Linked DNA regions of Sus scrofa: region 1 is linked to region 2. A link is a contact called in public promoter capture Hi-C data. All regions are on one chromosome and are shown on one strand. Each heading gives the region's core, a stretch centred on a gene start, on an enhancer-like site or on the middle of the called end of the contact. The rest is flanking DNA. Distances are from core to core; before and after follow the strand shown. Region 1 holds the start of ATL1 (atlastin-1). Region 2 holds the start of ARF6 (ADP ribosylation factor 6).

Region 1 (3,458 bases), core at 681-3,180, 590 kb before region 2:
TTACTGGCAACATAAAACATCTGCACTCCCGGGTCTTGTTGAAGCCTAGGACCTCAAACTTTTTATGGCCTAACTCATACCAAAATTGTGTTTCGAGAATAACATGCTTAAAGGAAAACATGCTTCAGAAAGACATGTATCCTTGTTTCAAATTGGGAATTCACATTTTCCACTTTATGAAGACTTGTGAAATAAGTTTTTCTAAAGTCTTAGTATCAGGAAAAGATATGCCTCTCTCTCAATCAACTGGTTTACTGTGATCCTCAAAACACTGTAAAATGTTCTGCTTTGGCCAATTTGCTACACTGTTCTGGTATCCTATTTTTCTCTCTTTAACATCATACCTATTTCCTCATTTACTTATTTTTATCTTATGTTGTAGTATGCATTTTCTGTATGTTGCCTCAAATTCTCTGAGGAATAATGGAGATATAAATAAGAATAAGTAAATTTCAGACTAGAAAAAGGATCAATACCTATATGGTCAAAGGAGGAAAAAAAGAGTCTATGACAGTAAACAAGTACTAGGATACCAATAGAACATTTGAAAAGATTTTGAGTCATTGAAGCCAAAAGTATTTGCCCACCAAAACAAGTGCCAAGAAGCTTTGAAAGAAGGAACTGTTCTTCAACAATTTTTTCAATGCAGCAAACACATAGGCTTTGTCCATAGAGCATGTAAGTCTGAGCTTACTTATGTTCCCTAAATAAGTGCTCTTTGTGCATGGAACACAAAAAAATACATATATTCCCTGTACAGCTAAGGTGTGAAGTTAATTTGTACATTACCAAACTGATTACAATGATCAACAATAAGGGATATATTGCCCGAGAATGGAATGAATTGGATGTTCAAAGCTACAGGCCAGCATCTGTGACTTGCTCTTTTGTGATTTTTCAGTCACTAAATGGATTGGTCAAGTGTTAGCTGAATTTTTTTGTTCAAAACCTTCATTGGGCTCTACAAACAAAATCAATCTGGCAACCTTATTTCTACCTTGGAACAAGACTGGAAGTGAAACTACAAAACAGCTTGTGAAATATTCAGCCAAATTACTTCCCTAAACTCCTGTTTCATATTCTGTGCATTGTGAAGTATGTTAAAAAGCCTTTTATATTTGATAACGCCCTTTACAATCTTGTAAAATGCCTTATAAACACTTTCTCAGGTGTCGGATGCAAAACCCTACCCTCTTCAAGCTGCAGATAAGGATGTGGAGATATTGCCAAATAGGATGTCTTTTTTGTCCCAGATCACATACTGAGTAAGTGGTAGAGTCAGAACCAGGTTGTGGTCCCTGATTTTCAGCTGCTGCAGAACTCCCGACCCAATTAAAGGAACAATACCTGCGCTGAGACACTGCGTGTGCCCAACAGGGATAAGAACCACATAGACTTCCTAGGAATTCCGACTTTCGGAAATGTCTTGGGAAAACTTAGTGGAAGACAGGTTGCGCAGGTGTGCAGTGCAGCCTCAAACTGGTACCACTGGGAATGGTTTGCAAAACAGGAAGGTGCAGTTGGGTGTGCCGCGACTTAGTTAATCTGGCACTCCCCCACCTCCCTCCCGGGCGCCCCATTGCCAGATTACTTCTGGCTCAGTGCCCTCAACGAACCATTTTCTCAACTGGGAGGGCTGCGTTCCCATCGCCCTCGTGCCCACCCTACTACTCTACCCGCCACCCTCCAGGTTTACCTGACAAAGCTGGGAGCGGTTTAGCGGAGGCGCGTCAGCCCAAGAATGCCCGGGGGCGTCCGTGACCCCCAGAGTGGGGAGCAGAGCCCGGCTCAGGAAAGGACGCTCCGGGCCAGGGGGGCGCGGCGGCCCGGCCGGGAGAGTGTCGTGTCCCGAGCAGGCCTCAGGGCGGCACTCTGGTCTCGCGGCCGGCGCGCTCGGGCGGGACGCTGGGCGCCGACCCACGCTGGCCGGGAACGTGTCTCCCGGTGACGCAGCCCCGGGTGGGGAACGTGGTGCGGCGGCGGCGGCGACGGTACGCGCCTCCGCCGCCCGCGAGAGGACGTGCGGTGCAGCGAAAGGCAGCGGCGGCAGCACAGCTGGACTTGGAGGGCCGGCGGGCGCCGGGAATCAAGACGCAGGCGCCGGCGGGGAAGTAGGTCCTGGGCGCGGCGCTCAACAAAGAGCGGGGCCGCCCCCCTCAGGTACCGAGCCGGCCCCGGGCCCCGGCGGGCGGGCAGAATCCGGCCCGACAGTTCGCGGGCGGTCAGGGAGGGGGAAGGGCCGCGGCCGGAACACGGCAGCGGCGGGGCGCTGGGGACCCCTTCCAGGCCCGCTGGTAGCGGCTCCCGCTGGGGCGGAAAGGACGGGACTGGGCCGCTCGGGGTTGCAGCCTCTGCTCGTCCCTCGTGCAGGCGGAGCTGCGGGCAGAGGCTCCATGTTGGGAAGCGGCGCCGCTCGTCCTCGTTAGCGGGAATCGGGGCGCCGCGGGCACAGCCGGCGGGGGCCGGGCCCTGAACGAAGATGGAGGCCCCTCTGCGGCCTGCCGCGGACATCCTGAGGCGGAACCCGCAGCAAGACTACGAGCTCGTTCAGAGGGTCGGCAGCGGCACCTACGGGGACGTCTATAAGGTGAGGCAGGCCAGGCTCTTTTCCTGCGGTCCGCTGGCTCCCGGGAATAGGGCCACTTTCTGAGGAAGTGTGAGAAGGAAGGAGGATGCTTTTGTTGTTGCATCTTGGAGATGCCGCGGCCGGGTCCCATTTACTCCATTCGGAGCGCCTTCTAATCCATGCTTGCACTGATCGCTCCAACAAGCAGAACTAACTACACCTTTGCGAACCACCGTTGTACTTTTTTTGTGCGTGTGTGTGGTATAAAGGCTTTTTAATGCTTATTTATGGTATCCAAGAAAGTTCGAATCTGCTTATGGAGTTGCGCTTGAGGATATTCTTGTCTTAACATGGAAAAAATGCTTCCTGGAAGACAGTAGACAAGGAAATATATTGACGTTCTCACATTTTCACAAAAAACTTTTTGATGGATGATGCTGTTTTAAAAAGTCCTTTGAAACCCCAGTCTCTCAATTTTAACTGTAAGTAGTCTAATGCTGGGTCAAAGTGATGTGTGCACAAACATTATCCTATGCAGAACAATGCTTTTCCTGGTAGAAGTTTTGGCATTTGTATCTGATGATGATTTTCTAATTCTTCTTTGGCAATTCCTCTCTCTGGGATTGATAACATCCCATGACCCAGAATAGTTAAGAGCAGCTGTCTTTTTAATTGTGCTCTTTTGCTTTATTTGAGACAAATGATGGGAATGAGTTACTCTTAGTTTGAAAAAAAAAAAAAAAAAAAGTCACAGGCAAGCAAACCCAGTTCCCGAAATCCACCGAGTTCTTGAAGGATCAAGAGGAAAGAGATTGTTTCAGATTGCCTTATGCTTTTTTGTTCTCTGTTCCAAAAAGGGAGCATTAATGTAACTCATATGGGTATGTTAAGG
Region 2 (3,544 bases), core at 933-3,432:
CCACTCGGCCTTTTCCTGTATGCTGCCATTGCAGTCTACATTTGTGAAATACCCTAATTCCTTGAGGATCTCTAAAATTAATCCTTAAGGCTATATAAGAACCAGATGCTGTTACACACAATTCTGTATCAAGCATTAACATTTGGTTCAAAGTATTACCATAGTGGTCTCAATAATCTTGTTACTGGTCCTAACCAGCTAAGCAAGTCATCTTGTTAAGATCTGGATATCACCAGTGAGCACACTGCTTACCCTTGAATAAGTTTACATTCATTGTCATCTGTAGGTTCTTTCTCTACATCCTACTTCCCCTTTGTCATTCTTCAAGTCTACACATCATTCATTCATCTCACATTTCCTTCCTTAAAGGAGATGGTGTATCATTGAACCAACAGGATATCTGACTATTTGCATGAGTTAATCCTACAATCAAAAAGAATACCTTTCTTATAAAACATCTTTTCCAGTGTTCTAATTAATGGAGATAAGAATCACTCGTCTATTAAAAAAAGATATCTTCAGCTTATTCAGTTGCTGTAATGTGGAAACAGGAATGTTTTTCTTTCCAACTAGGTAAAAGGTGCATATAACTTGAATTGTTAAATGCTTTATTAATGAACAAAGTAAACATTCTGGTAATTTTAATATGATTGGTCTTAGACATTTGAAACATAGTAAAAGATATATTCCAGTTTTGCCCAAAAGTCACTTAAAATATCTACAAATATTTCTTTTGTATATGGCATACAACATTATTGCTCCATTTTCTGGAAGAGTCTGTTTTTAAAGTTAAAAAAGAGGGAAAACACAGCAAAGTTGCTAACTTTGCAGTGAAAAAAAAAATCTGTGTCCTTGACTGGTTACATTTTCATATTTTTATGCACTGTAAGTTAGCTCTGTAAAGGGGAACTTGAGTTTTATCCTTACTCATGCATGATGTATGTTTCAGAACTTAAAAGCTGACATTTCAAAGAACTTACATTACCTGTTTTAACATACTGATGTGCAACTGGAACATATTACAATGATATTACTCATTATTTGCCCCTGTGGGCTAAGTTTACTATACTGGTCTTAGATATAAAAGGTCACATTTGAATTTACTAAGTTGGAATTCATAAGGGAGGGGGAAAAGGCCTTAAATATAAAAGACAAACGGCAGTTTGATTAAGCAATAATTTTCAGTTTACTAGATGAAACAGACTTGCAACATAGTCTGCATGAATGCAAAATAAGCCATCTACAGCAAGTGATAAGGAAACTGGGCAAAAAGGAAAAAAGCATACATTGGAAAAGAAGATTCTCTCGAAATAAAAAAATCAAACCATTATTATAAAGGAATTTATCAAGAACTGCTGTATTTCCCCCATCCCATTTGCTGGAAGTCAACGAGAGTATCTAAGTACTTTGTGTTCGTGTCAAAAGTCAGCTCAGAGCATCCTAACGCAAAGCCAAAAAAAAAAAAAGAAAGAAAGAAAAAGAAAAGAAACAAAAAAGAAACCCCCTAACCCCCTCCCCCAAACCGTAGAACTGTAACTCCAAAGTTCAAATTCAAAAGAAGAGAAAGTGGCAATTCAAAGAGGTGATGGTGGCGATAATCCTATGAATGGGTTTTTGATTTCTCTCCTTCTGGGGGATGGGTGGAGAATGCTCATTAGGATTTGTAGTTAGAGGTTAACCATGTGAGCCCCTCATAGAGTCCGTCCCCCGAGGTGGCACAGGAGGGCTGCACATACCAGTTCCTGTCCCGAATCCGGGTCAGGCCCAGTTTCTCCTGGATCTCGTGGGGTTTCATGGCATCAGGCAGGTCCTGCTTGTTGGCGAAGATGAGGATTATGGCGTCCCTCATCTCCCGGTCATTGATAATGCGGTGTAGCTCCTGGCGGGCCTCGTCTATGCGGTCGCGGTCGGCGCAGTCCACTACGAAGATCAGACCCTGGGTCCCGGTGTAGTAATGCCGCCAGAGCGGCCGGATCTTGTCCTGGCCGCCCACATCCCATACGTTGAACTTGACGTTTTTGTAAGTCACCGTCTCCACGTTGAAACCCACGGTGGGGATGGTGGTCACCGACTGGCCCAGCTTCAACTTGTACAGGATGGTTGTCTTGCCGGCCGCGTCCAGGCCCAACATGAGGATTCGCATTTCCTTGTTCCCGAAGATCTTAGATAGCACCTTCCCCATCGCTTCGGAGGAACCGGGGCCGGGGGCATTCAGGTGTCCCGGGTCCCCTCCAACAACGCCGCCGCCGCCGCGAAACCGAAACGGAGCTTCCCAGTCGCGAGGGGGCCCGTGCGGCCTGCGTGGGAGTTGCCTCCTCAGGGCAGAGGCCCGGGCCCGTAGCTCACTCGGGCATCACCGACCACACAACTTGATTCCTCCCGTCGCCGCGGCCTGAGTCTGCGTTGGGAGAGCCGCCGCCCTGCTGAGGCGCGGCCCGGCCCGGAACTGCCCTTCCCCCCGCAGGCGCCGTACAAGCGCCGCCGCCGGCTCCTGCTCGGCCGCCTTCACCTCACTCCGCCGCGGGAGACTGCGGCCCTTCGGCCCGGCCTCCGGTCCGCGGAGCACCGCGCTCACCACTGACCCAGGCCACACGAGAGCAGAGCGGCTCCGGCGCCCCGTCGGGTCATTGATCCTCGCGGGAACTCGGTGCGCTGCCTGCAGAAACACAGAGAGGAAAAAGGGAGTTACTGCGGGAGCCCCAGAAGAGAGCGGAGGCCGAAGGAGCCCGCCTTTCCAGCTCAGCCCAGGAGGTTACCTCCAGCCGCCGCCCAGAGCGCGGGCTCCCTCCGGCCTCCACCGCCTCCTCCCAGTTCTACCGCCGCCGCCGCCGGAAAAGGCGCCGAGGAAACCGCCTCACTTCCCCTCCCGACGACGCAGGCGCAGCAGAGGCCGACCGTTCGGGACAAGAGCGACCTCTGTAAGGAGAGCGGCCTGCGCGCCAAGCGTCAGGGGCGCCACGCGCGGAGGGGCGGGGCTACGGCGGCTCGGAGGCTCCCAGGTGGGGCCAGCCCTGCTCCCGCGCAGCCCGGGCTCTGACCCGCGCCCACCTGTAGCTATTCTAGCGTCTTCTCCCCTCTCTGCTTTTCTCTTCCGCGCGCTCTCCTCCTCCGCCCCCATTGGAACCTGAGAAGCAGATCCACTGGGTGGGGCCCGTTGGCCGCCCGCTCTCCAGATGAAAGCCTCCCCCTGCTTTGCTTCCAGGCCTCTTCTCCGTCCTCGGCGCCTGCCAGATGCTCTGCGAGTTCTCTCTTGCCCACCCCAGGCTTCGTGTGCCCTCCATCTCCCTGTGAATCCCTATCTGCTGTTTTAAACCTTTCACCCAACTCCCTTTGGCTTTCTTTTTCCTTCGTTTTGTGCATTTCCTGAGAGACACGTGGGAGGCCAGTGGTTCCCGTGGGATTTGCCGTTCAGTGCGGCGCGTTTACTGGGTTTGGGTTTCCTCTAAAGCCCGTCTTTTGAGTGTTTGAGCCGTCAGGAGCAATCCACGTTTCTTAAAAATTACAGTATTTTCAAGACTTCCCATGCTTTTCCTTTTTAAATATC

Evidence for each region. Promoter capture Hi-C pulls out the DNA fragments that hold promoters and counts their contacts.
Region 1: a contact with region 2 is called in a promoter capture Hi-C map of fetal liver, with 2.7 times the contacts expected there. The contact joins the promoter of ATL1 here to the promoter of ARF6 in region 2. A contact is called at or near these places in 1 of 5 promoter capture datasets (fetal liver) and 3 of 47 Hi-C or Micro-C datasets (embryonic fibroblasts, liver and mesenteric adipose tissue).

Annotation. Positions count from the first base shown.
Region 1 is chr1:180,297,906-180,301,363 of Sscrofa11.1, reverse strand. ATL1 (atlastin-1) reads right to left here and starts at 1,930. Exons shown (of 15, transcript XM_021101558.1): 1 at 1,697-1,930. It overlaps MAP4K5 (mitogen-activated protein kinase kinase kinase kinase 5), which reads left to right and starts at 1,873. Exons shown (of 33, transcript XM_021101533.1): 1 at 1,873-2,160; 2 at 2,371-2,587. The coding sequence starts at 2,480.
Region 2 is chr1:179,712,675-179,716,218 of Sscrofa11.1, reverse strand. ARF6 (ADP ribosylation factor 6) reads right to left here and starts at 2,182. Exons shown (of 1, transcript NM_001078677.1): 1 at 1,655-2,182. The coding sequence starts at 2,182. The coding sequence ends at 1,655.